3 separate regions of the Pan troglodytes genome follow, and regions 2 and 3 are each linked to region 1. A link is a contact called in public HiChIP or PLAC-seq data. All regions are on one chromosome and are shown on one strand. Each heading gives the region's core, a stretch centred on a gene start, on an enhancer-like site or on the middle of the called end of the contact. The rest is flanking DNA. Distances are from core to core; before and after follow the strand shown. Region 1 holds the start of C9H11orf91 (chromosome 9 C11orf91 homolog). Region 2 holds the start of KIAA1549L (KIAA1549 like). Region 3 holds the start of HIPK3 (homeodomain interacting protein kinase 3).

Region 1 (4,031 bases), core at 448-2,947:
TAACTATGTATTCGGTTAAGATTTCTTAACTATGAATACATAGTATTATGTATGTATTCATAGTTAAGAAATCCAGGACTTAGCAAAGCCCAGTTTTTCTAGGGACTGTCTTCCTTCCATGGCTATGAGAAAGGGTGCTGAACTGAAGACCATTTCCATGGCCACACGGACCTAAGCATTTAGGTTATTTCATACTTCCCTTCTCTGTGTGGCAGGGGAAGCCAACTTAAGCCGTTATATACAATAGTTGGAATGATCTTTTTAGAACTATCTACCCTTCTCCAGTGGTCAAGGACAAGCCTTAGCCAAAACAAGTGACGGGAAAGACAAAGTCTGCAGGACAACCTACCGCTACTGAAAGTTCTACTTTGCAATAGGTCCTTCTTGGAGTACAATGCATTTAACAACTTTACCCTCCAACAGGGAGGAGTCATTCAGCTCGTAGGCTAAGGGATCCTGCCCGCATCAGCACACGTGGTCCAGAGCCCTAAGACTTCAGACCTAAGACCAGATATCGGCCCAGGATCCTGGTGAGAGAACTACCGGCGCCAAGGCCACAGAATCCCAGGGGGGCTGCCCCCCAGCACTGAGAAGTGGAGTGTCCCAAAGCTGCCCTGGAAACGGCCTTGGGCCTTGTGGTTCTTGCACAACTCCCACCTCCCCCTACAGACAACTGACAGTCACCTACTTCACCTTCCCCCATGGAGAGCCCCGGTTTAAGACCGAACATTAAAGCTTAGGGACTGTCTGTGGTGGGTGGAGCTCCAGAGTACAGGGTAGGAGGATGACTGTGCAGGAGGATTCAAGTTCAGGACGGGGTGGTGGCGGATGGAGTTCCAGGTGTGGAGGCTCAGAGTCCAGATGACCCAAAGGGTTTAGGAAGGAGGGAGGATGGAGTTTGGGACTAAGAGGCTCATGAAGTTCAGATCTGTGGTGGGGGGAGGAGTCGGTTGAAGTCCAGGATAAGGGAGTCTGGGTGCTAGGGGATAGATTTTGGATCTGGGACTACTGGGGGCTGGAGTCAAACCAGGCTACATTTCGGGTCGGGGCACGGAGCCAAGGAGGGAGCTAGGGCAGGCTAAGGCTGGGCTCGGTGGCCCTGGCGAGGTCACGCACAGCTCTGGGAGTCGAAGCCGTCCCCAGTGATGGTGAGCAACTCCAGCTCCTTAATCCGGATCTCCAGCTCGCAGAGCTCCTCCGGGTGGGAGGCAGAGGCGAGCCTGGGGGTCGAGGGGCAGGGGACCAGGGGCGAGGCAGCCACCTCAGGCCCCGGCGGCGGCGAGTAGAAGAAGCGCAGAGGCTCATAGGGGATGGAGGCCAGGCCGGAGGGCCAGGGCGAGGGCCAGGGGCGCTCGCCGGAGGGACCCAGGCCGGGTGGTGGCGGGGGCGGGGGCGCCGGGGCGGGGAGCGCCTGGGACAGGGACCGGGCCCCCGCCGCCCCGCCCACTGGCGCCCCGCCCGCCTTCAGCGGCACGAAGAGCTTCTTCCAGATGTTGAAGTCGCTGAGCGGGGACGAGGAGATGCCGCGGTCGTACAGGGACGGGAAATAGAGGGGCGGAGCCGACCGCTGGCTCATGGTGGGGCTGTGGCTGCCGCGCCGCCCCTTTGGCATCGTTTGAATGAGGGTCTGCGTGGGAGGAACCCCGCGCCGGGAGACGCGCGCTCAGGCCCCGAGTCGCCGGGGTTTCGAGGTTCCACAAGCCCCGCCCCGATGGAGCGCGGCCCCACCCTTTCGCCTCAGCCCCGCCCCTAACAGGCGGGGTTCCAAAGCCCGGACGACCACGTCCCGGAACGTGGCCCCGCCCACCGGCGGCTGGCCGCGCCCCGCAGTTCGAAAGCCACGCCCCCTGGCTCGCCTCGCCTCGCCTCCCGTCCCTCGACTCCGCCCACCGCCTCGCTCTTGCTCTGCGACGCCGCTGGCTTCCGTTGTCATATCCCAGCATACCCTCATCCAGAACAGGCAGCGGGCCAGGGCTGCGGAAGAAGGCTTACTTCAGGCTTCCTCTCTTTCTCCCATGAGGGAGAAAAGTATTTCCTAGAAACCTGGCCCCTGCACCAGCAGACTTACCTCATTGCCTCACTGGCCGCGCCCACAGCAAAGAAGTCTGAGAAAATCAGTGTCTGATTTTTCATCCACTACTGTGGGAGGCAGACAAAGGAGAAGAGGATTGATTGGGAATGGCTGTTAGAGCCAACCCATGTATCTGCCAAACGTTAGCAGTGTTGAGGAAGATTCTAGAAAAGGGGATCCTCATCTGGTTTGTAATAGATCTGAAGGAGTGTTTTCAGTGAAATGCAGTTTAGTTCTCTTCCAAACACAGATACCACCAGGAGCTAACAGGCAACGAGCTAACCACCAAAAGGAAATCCTGTCCGCCCTACCTCAAATACTTCACCCATTGCTTATGAGCGATTTGGACATTTTGTCCAAAGGACATGACAGCTCATTTATGTGAGTAACCTGTATTAGCCATAGACTGAGGGGAAATAACTAATACATTTTCTTGAGAGCCTCTGCCTAATGATCACTGGTATGAATAGTGATGGGTGGAGGGCAGTTAAAGAGTCAGTATCAGCTTCACAAGTTAAATATATATATGCATATATATCTGCACACACAGTGCAAACTGTGTGTGTGTGTGTGTGTGTGTGTGTGTGTGTGTAGCAGCAAAGTGGAGAGAGTCAGATATTCAAGCTGGGTAGCCTTGGACAAGTTGCTTGACTTTTGTAGGTTTTCTATAAAATAGAAATAAGAAAACCAGGCTGCCTCATAGGGTTGTGATCAAACAGAAGACGGAACAGTGTGTGTGTGAAACACTTGAACTTGGACACTTTGTCCAAACACAAGAGGCAGCTGTCCCTATTAAGGGGCATGTCTGAAACTGGGAAGCTTTTTCTTCCCACACTGAGCTTCCCACACTTAGTTGTCACACGCAGTATTTGCTCTCTGACTTTGGCAGCCACCCATCATTGTTTATTCATACCAGTGATCACTAGGCTGAGGCTCTCAAGAAAATGTATTTCCCCTCAGTCTATGGCTAATACAGGCCATGTGCGATAGCTCAGCACCCAGCCTGTAATCCCAGCACTTTGGGAGTCTGAGGTGGGATCTCTTGAGGCCAAGAGTTTCAGAACAGCCAGGGGCAACATAGCGAGATTCTGTCTCTACAAAATAATTTTAAAAATTAACCAGGTGTGGTGGCATTTGCCTGGAGCCACTCAGGAGCTAAAGTGGGAGGATTTCTTGAACTAAGGAGGCTGAGGTTGAGGCTGCGGTGAGCCACAATCATAGCACTGCACTCCAGCCTGGGTGACAAGGCAGGACCCTGTCTCAAAATAAATAAAATAAAAAATACCCTTATCTTCCATTAGTTTCCCCCATATATTTAACTTCCCATAATTTACTGCCCCCAGAAGCTCAAACCTCTTTTCCTTTGTCTTATCACTTTTCTACAATCGCCCATTGTTAAAATTGTATATAAGTTCTCAAGCCACTTCTTTGGGTTTTCACTTTGTTTCTGTAAGAACCCCATGTACCTGCGTAATAAACTTTGTCTTCTGTTAATCTGTCTTTGTCAGTTTAATTCTCAGGCCCCAGGCTCTGAACCCAAGAGATTAGAAGAAAAATTTTTTCACCCCTACAGAACCACAGTAATGGTAAGAACCAGGGTTTTGGACTCAAGACTTGGGACCAAACCCTGGATCCACTATGTATTTGGCTGTGCGGCTGAACCTTTCTCAACCTCATTTTTTCATCAATATAATGGGAATAGTAATGGCATCTACTTGCTTAGGTTGGCAAGACTAAGTGAGACAGTTTAAGTACCTGGCAATGGCTTGTGTTCAACATTAGCTCTTGTTATTACATATTGAAGGCCCTTAGAAGGAAAAGAGATTTTGTGTTATACTTTTTAAATGAAGCAATAAAATCATTTTTTATGTATATATCTAGTTGTGGAGAAAAAATTAGATTTTCCCCCCTTACTCCAAGATAATCTAAACAGATTTTACTCTGGATGGCTTAATTATAA
Region 2 (3,746 bases), core at 1,113-3,612, 330 kb before region 1:
TCTATACCCTGCCCTTGTTTCAGTTCTTCTTTGCCTGACATCCTCATTCCCCATCGCCTTGTCCGTGGGATCACCACCGGCTGCAGGGCCGTTCATCTTGTGATGCTGCCTGAACCATGACCATGGGCTGGCTTTCTCACAGTGTCTCCAACTAATTTAGTGAATTGCTTTATCTCTTCAACTAGACTGCATCTTTCCCTTCCTCCCTCCCTCCCTCTCTCTCTCCCTCTCTCTCTTTCTTTCGAAGGAGTCTCCCTCTGTTGCCCAGGCTGGAGTGCAGTGGTGCAATCTTGGCTCACTGCAACCTCTGCCTTCCGGGTTGAAGCAATTCTCCTGCCTCAGCCTCCCAAGTAGCTGGGATTACAGGCATGCACCACCACACCTGGCAAATTTTTGTATTTTTAGTAGAGACAGGGTTTCACCATGTTGGCCAGGCTGGTCTCAAACTCCTGACCTCAGGTGATTCGCCTGCCTCGGCCTCCCAAAGTGCTGGGATTACAGGCGTGAGCCACAGTGCCAGGCCAGACTGCAAGTTTCTTAACACAACCCAAAACAGCCCAACTAGTTTAATTAAAGAACAAAATTAAATCATAACCCCCAACAAGGCATTACTATATTTCAACAAATCTTAGACATATTATAAGAACACACCTGACTTCTGAAAAGTTAACATGTGAAAAGTATGTGTCTTAGATGAAATGTGGTGTTATTTCTATCCTGCAGATGCTCAATAACTAGAACCTAACACTTTTCCAGATCCCCTGGTTAAGTTGCTGTGCCCTAACACACCAGGCACGCTCTGCCCCGGGATGTTAGCCTTTTTGGTTCCCTGTATCTGGAATGCTCTTCGCGCATGGCTTGTTCTCACCTCCTTCAGATCTTGGCTCAAACGTCACCTTCTCAGCGAGGCCTTTCTTCACAATGTTTAACATTTGCAACACCCCCTCCCCACGTTTCATTCTTTTACACTGATTTTTCTTTACGGCATTTACCAGTCTAATATTCTATTACTTATTTGTTTATTGCGGGTGAACCCCCACTAGGGCAGGGATTTTGTTTATGGCTGTTGTCATTGGCACATCGCAGGCAGTCAATAAGGATTGTTGAGTGAATAGCGTCTGAGCTTTACCGGGTCAAGGACGTGTGTGTTTCCCCGCTGCTTGTATCCTCAGTGCCTAACACAGATGCTGGCAAACAGCGGGCCCGTAATAGATACTCAGTGACTGGGGATGGATGAGGCGCCTATGAGCCAGGTCACTTGCTAAGGCCATCAAGGCTATCAAGGGCGAAGAGCAGGGGACCAACTCAGGTGACGCCTGGGCCTTTTGTCCCTCTGAGCAGGAGCTGCCTGACTCTCCTGTTTGGGGGAACAGACTTTTTTGGAAAAACTTCCCCCAGTCTTCCCAGTGCGCAGTGTAATGCTTTGCACGTAGTGTGGCTGCAACAAATATTTATAATGTGTTTTAATCCAGCGTGTTATTGCAACTAGCCCACAGCCGCTTGAGCTCCTCAGGGGTAAACTGGCATGCAGGTGTCCGTTGGCCCCTCGGAGAAGTAGTGAACAAACAGCACAAAGCGCGCCCGCCCTTCTACAAAGAGCTTTCCCAAAATCCAGGCGGAAGAGCTTTCCTGCCGCTTGGGCACGTTGACCATGACCCCCCTCCCCGGCCAGACGACCTCTCTCCCGCCAACCTTCCCTTCTCTAGAGGGGGGACAGGAGGGGAGGGAAGCCCTCCCTTTAAGGACCTCAGCTGCGCGGGAGCCGCCGGGAGGGGTCCCCCTCCTGGGTCTCGAGCCCGGCCGGGCGCGCGGGAGCGGGGAGCGCGCGGTGGCTCCGCGCGGGGCTGCGCGCGCGCGCCGGCCTCGCCTCCTCGCCCGATCCGGAGGCTACGTGCTTTCTTTGTCAATGAGGCGCCGCTCTGAGCTGCGGTAGCACTCGCGGCCCGGGAACCCGAGCCGGAGCCGGGGCTGGAACCCGAAGCCCAGCGAGGAGCGAGGAGCCAGGACAGCGGGGCGCCGAGGCTGCAGCGGCGGCGGGAGGGAGGGACCCGAGCGCGCCCCGCGGCCGCCACCCCCGTTCCCGGCAGCCTCGCCCCCTAGTTCTGCAGGAGCCGGCCCGGGGGAGCGGGCCCCGGGCGGCGCCCGTCCCACCCTCGCCACCCCAATCGCGCCGGCGCGCGGCGACAGGCACCGTGGGAACCCCGGCCCGCGCCCGCCGCGGCTCCATGCGGGCCCGGCCCCTGCGCGGGTGAAGCCGCGGCTCCCTGGAGCCCGCCCCGGGCGCGGCAGGACGAGCGAGCCAGTCGCGCCGCTCGGCGCCCCCTCCCTCTGGCGCCCGGGCCGTGGCCGGCGATGCCCGGTGAGGACCGGGGCGCCGAGGGCTGGGCTCCCTGGCGCGGTGCAGAGCGAGGCAGCGGCCTGGATGTGTGAAGCGTCCCCATGGCTCCGCAGGAGGCCAAGCCTCAGGGCTCAAGGGAAGCTGGGCCCGCGACGCGGGGGCGCGGGGGCCGGCCCGTGGCGCGTGGGCTTGGTCGGGCTGGCTGGGGAGCCGCGCGCTGCACGGGCGTGAGGGGCCCCGGGGCCGGCGCGTCCCACGATGCGCCCCCGCGGCCACCGACGCTGCTGCTGGGACTCCTGCTGCTGGCGGCCCTCCTGGAGCACGGCCAGGCCGACCCGGGTAAGCGCTCGGCGGCGGGGCGTCCGCGGAGGTTTCTGGAGGAGCGGGGCGGCGGGACGGGACCCATACCTGCCCAGGTGGCGGTGGAGAGGTATTGGCAACACCGGCTCTGGGATTCTCTCCGCCCTTTACTGCTGCAACAGCAGGCGAACTGTCAGAAATCTGTCTTTCGGGAAGGCACTTTGGGCGGGGAAGAAAAAAAAAGGTGCAATCGCCTCTTCTTTTTGGACAAGTTGTAGAACCTTCCTAGTGGTCCCGCAGGCACGCTTTATTTAGAGAAAGATGTGTGTTTAGGACACCTTAAACGGGAAATGTATCATTAGAACACGTTTCAGGGTGGCAAAGTCCCTGGTATTTTGGGCTCTCTGTTGAGTGTCCACTTTGTCTTAGCTGCATGAAATGGCTAGAGAGTTTTAGGCAATCCGCGTGTCGGCTTCCCAAATATCAACACAGTTTCTCCTGTGTTGATAGCGGAACCCTTTTCTTTTGGGAAGGAGGTCTCTCCAATAATTGCTTGCACCTTGCAAAGGGATGCAGGCGCTCATTAAGTATATAATCCACTGTTTGCAGGTTAGTTAAAAATAGTCATGCTTGGCTTGTAGACTTCCAGCAATCCCCAGGAAATAGATTTCTGTAATTCCTTGGACAATTTTGAGAAATCTGTTGTAAGTATTCTAGGTGGGGGTGGATTTTTCTGCTAAGTGTGCTTCAAAACTTAAGCTGTGCAGTAAGCAGTTGTCCTGGAAATAATAATGATTACTGCCTGCACTTGGAAAGGGCAGGCTTTTGTGTTTCTGACGAAATTCTGAGCTCTTGATACACTGCCTTATCAAGGAATATATTTCTCACTTCAGATAATGTGTTCCTGTAGTTTTGCATTTTTTAGCAAGGACTAATGACTTCTTCTTTCTCAGAGTACCCCCTCCCCCAAATTAGATTAAAATTCCTAATTGTAAAGGGGCTGACATTGTTTTAGATAAGAGAGTTTTAAGTTAAAAATATTTCTCGTCTTCAGCAGCTTAATTCAGAGCCCATTTTCCTTCGATTCACTTAAAGAGTCACGGACAGG
Region 3 (3,810 bases), core at 1,101-3,600, 440 kb before region 1:
AAAAAAAAAAGATGAATGAATCCCCTCCTGGAATATATAGTGTAGTGAGTAGCAACATACAGGAGATAGAAAGGAAAATAAATCCTTGTCTCTCATTTCCACCTCTTCATGGATGTAGCAAATACAGGGAATGGAAGCCTTCCATTAGAGATGGCCTCCTTAAATGTCCGCAAAAATTCTGAAATTTGAAGTTCTAGTGGAATAGTTTCTCTGTTCCTCCTGATAGATTTTTCTACTATTGTAGCTTTCTCCGTTGAGTAAATGATTTTATCCTCTTTGGTTCTTTTGACTATTGTTCTTAAGAAAAATAAAAAGTAACGAAATACTAAGTGAAAAGGAATGGTTCATAGGCTATCTCTCTGAAAGGCAGCCATTGTTTTGTTCTTCTATATTGGAAGCCTTTTCAGCTGGTTATCCTCTCTAACTTGAAAACAACTGTCATTCGAAAGTGTTATTTCCAGTGGCCTCAGGGCATACTATCCTTTCTCTTTTATTTTATTTTTTGAGACAGAGTCTCTCCCTGTCGCCCAGGTTGGAGCGCAGTGGCTCAAGCGATTCAAGCGATTCTCTTACCTCAGCTCTCGAGTAGCTGGGATTACAGGCGCCCGCCACCACGCCCAGCTAATTTTTGCATTTTTAGTAGAGACCAGGTTTCACTATGTTGGCCAGGCTGGTCTTGAACTCCTGACCACAGGTGATCCACCCGCCTCAGCCTCCCAAAGTGCTGGGATTACATGTGCGAGCCACCGCGCCCGGCCTCCTTTGTCTCTTAAAGGCATTATCCAAAATACTCATCTTCCGGTTTGAAGAGCAGCAGGGATTAAATGTGTATTATATATGCAGCAATTTGCCACTCCCTTTGCCCTGCCCCAGTTACTGCAATAGAAAATTTCTGGGAATAAATACATCTCTGGTAAATTCAATCTTGCTAGTGAAGATTATGAAGGAAACAAAGAAAGGACACTTCCATTCCAGAGAGAAATGTTTCCCAGAAGGTTAGACATTGATTCAGAACAAAGGGAACCTGAGGAAACGGGTATAAAAGAAAATCAACTCTGAATGTGAGGTATTAGAAAGCCATTTGTTTCCTAGGGAAAAGGAGGAAAGATGGGGTGGGAGACATGGGCTTTACTGTATAACCTTGGTCATGTCACCTAAACTTCTTGGAACTCCTGATGTAAGAGTTGGGACCAAGGATCGCAAAGCTTCTTTCATTCCTAAAATTCTATGGTTCCACGATTATGTAAGTTGAAACAGGCCATTCTGTTGATTTCCTAATCTCCAGGAGGAAAACTAGTCTTTGGGAGTTAAACCGACTAATTTAACGGAGAATTACCAATGTGGAGGTGGGCGAACTTCACAATTATGGGGTTTTGGACAGTAGAGACGCTCTTGAAAAATTTCCAAGAGGACCCTTCCCCCGTCCTTGAACCTGGCTTTACAATTCTCTTCACTCTTTGGGATAGGGGAGCGGGTAGAACCTATTTTAGATTGAGGTCGTTCATTTGAGCGAATCCCCTTTACTTATTTTGGGACCTTTAACGACCAAATGCCGAGAAACAGATCCTTAATTACGGTTCCGGGATCTCGAAAGGCCTGTAAAATCCTGCTTCCGCATCTTCATCCTTTCTTCGGGTATTGGGATCTTTTTTAAAAATGTGTATTTCTGGCGGAGGGGGCATGGAGTGAGGTTCAGAACAGCAGAGCCAGGCTGACGGATGCTTCTTTCGCGGGAGGCTTGGCTTGCGGGACTCCGGGTCGGGGCCGCACGGGCTGCCAGGCGGGCTCCGGGCAACAAGGGCGCGGCTGCGGACTGGCGGGCGGACCCCGGGGAGGGGCTTCACGGAGGCGCCGCGGCCGGAGCGGAGCGGAGCCGCCCGGGCTGGGCGCGCAGCGCTGCCGGGCGGGCGGTGGCGCTGCGGAGGCGGTGGCCGAGGCCGACGGGCGCGGAGGAGGGGCCCGAGGCTGGGGCGGCTGGTGGCAGCTGCCTCAGTGACGACTGCCGGCATCGCGGCGACCTGAGGAGATCAAGCCGCAGGCCCCGCCGTCGCCACCACTCCCGCCAGTCTTCCTTCTCCGCTCCCGGCCGGGGCGTCAGGAATGGGCCCCAATCGCCGTGGGCCCCGCACCCTGCGTCGCCCGTAGGCCCCAGTAGCCGGAGGCCGACCGGCCTCCCACTACCCCTCGCCCTAGCCAAGCCGTCCCCACCCCAAATCCCCGGGAAGGAAGATGAGGGAGACGGGCCCGGCGCTTAGCAGCCAGAGCAGCAGCAGCAGCAGCAGCAGCGGTCGGGGGAGGGTGTTTCGCCGTTTCCTCTCAGCCGCCAGGACAAGATGGCAGCGGCCGCGGAGAGGGGCTGAGCCCGGGCTGGGTGGTGCCGCCTGCTGAAGCGCCTGGCTCCCGGTCCCCGGCACGGCCCTGCGCCCCACCCCGGACATGCTCAGGGCTGCGGCCGCCCGAAGAGGAGAGAGCGCGGGCCTCTAGGAAGGTAAGGGAGTCGAGCGAGGGGCGCCGCCACCCCGGGGTGGGGGGATCGGCTCCGTCTGCGGGCTCCGCGGCCAGCGGACCCCAAGCCTGACCCGGGCCTGGCCCGACACCTCCGGCGCAGCCCGCACTCATTGCGCGTCCCGTGCCCCATCCGCATCCCCAGCGCTCTCGTGCTCCCAGTTTCCGCCCTAGCCCCTGCAGTGTGGCCCGGTATGAGCCGCTCCCTCGAAGCCGGCGCCACGCCAGGCCCTGGGCCGCCGGACGCGGGGGCCGTAGCCTCCGGGAAGCCGCGCCTGGCCGGGGCCCGGGGGCCTCGGCCCCCCCTCCCCCTGCCAAGGTTGCGCAACGGCTCTTCCCAGCAACCGAAGTTTTGTTTAGTCCCACGGGGAGCCTCTCTTCCCCCTCCGCAGTCCTAGGCCGTAACTACGGAGATCCCTTTCCTTTCATTAAGGGGAACAAACACAAACGCGCAGGCACGCAGCTTGAGCACCCCAGCCGATGGCCGCGTCCCGGGCTTTGTGGCCCCGTCCCCAGCGTCGCGGAGCAGCGGGTTTGCAGGGTGTCAACTCTGGGGACGTGCGTGCGTGTGTGTGATTGTTGGGGAGGAGAAATGTGATCCGCGGCTCCGCGTCCCCAGCGGCGGCGGGAGGAAGGCGTGGCGGCCGCGCGGCGGGGCTGTTGCCGGCTTCTCTCGTTACGGTGGCTGCCGCCCGCTTCCCTTCGCCGCACTGGGAGAACTGGCGGAAAGACTTTGGATGAAAATGTCTGTTTCTCTGTCGGGAGGGAGACGGCTGTTGTAAAATGGTATGTGGCTCTCGGGGAATCCTGTTGTTCCCCAGTCTCATCTCTGCTTGAGGAATTGCGCTGAGAAGTGTGTGCGTAAATTACCTTGGACTTGTTACAGAGTAGTCGTAACACGTTCAGGCCTTGAACCGTGTTTTCACAACCTCTTACTGCCCTGTTAGGGAATTTGTTTTTCCACCTGTCGGTTGGCTGCTTCTAATTATAATAAGGGGCTTCTATTAGCAACAGCAAAAAATTTCAGTTTATCGTCCAGTTTAGAGGGAAAGCGCATGGTTGGCTCTATTGTAAACTTTGTTTTGATGTCTGTCTGGTACAGGGCCGGAAAAGTTAGCTGGCAAACCAGTCTGTGCGTGTGCTTTTGCGTACTTTCTAGTAGTTTGGAGATCTGCTGACACTTTTTCCCTTTTTGCTATTTTAGGTATTTGCTTTTAGCTGTAGCTTCTGAAGTGGGAGTACTTATATTCATTCAAACCATCTCAGTTAATTTCAAAGTCTTAGTTGCTGGGCTCTTTAAAATTT

The links. HiChIP or PLAC-seq counts read pairs in DNA pulled down with a chosen protein or histone mark.
Region 2: a contact with region 1 is called in an H3K4me3 HiChIP or PLAC-seq map of stem cell-derived excitatory neurons, with 9 times the contacts expected there. The contact joins the promoter of KIAA1549L here to the promoter of C9H11orf91 in region 1. A contact is called at or near these places in 2 of 7 Hi-C or Micro-C datasets (induced pluripotent stem cells and stem cell-derived neural progenitor cells), 1 of 1 datasets of contacts at active chromatin or transcription factors (stem cell-derived excitatory neurons) and 1 of 1 other capture datasets (stem cell-derived neural stem cells).
Region 3: an H3K4me3 HiChIP or PLAC-seq map of stem cell-derived excitatory neurons shows a contact between it and region 1, with 10 times the contacts expected there. The contact joins the promoter of HIPK3 here to the promoter of C9H11orf91 in region 1. A contact is called at or near these places in 1 of 7 Hi-C or Micro-C datasets (stem cell-derived neural progenitor cells) and 1 of 1 datasets of contacts at active chromatin or transcription factors (stem cell-derived excitatory neurons).

Annotation. Positions count from the first base shown.
Region 1 is chr9:37,707,131-37,711,161 of NHGRI_mPanTro3-v2.0_pri, forward strand. It overlaps C9H11orf91 (chromosome 9 C11orf91 homolog), which reads right to left and starts at 1,698. Exons shown (of 2, transcript XM_016920652.3): 1 at 1,117-1,698. The coding sequence starts at 1,612.
Region 2 is chr9:37,380,905-37,384,650 of NHGRI_mPanTro3-v2.0_pri, forward strand. It overlaps KIAA1549L (KIAA1549 like), which reads left to right and starts at 2,363. Exons shown (of 21, transcript XM_054661274.2): 1 at 2,363-2,677. The coding sequence starts at 2,440.
Region 3 is chr9:37,262,053-37,265,862 of NHGRI_mPanTro3-v2.0_pri, forward strand. It overlaps HIPK3 (homeodomain interacting protein kinase 3), which reads left to right and starts at 2,351. Exons shown (of 15, transcript XM_063782836.1): 1 at 2,351-2,488.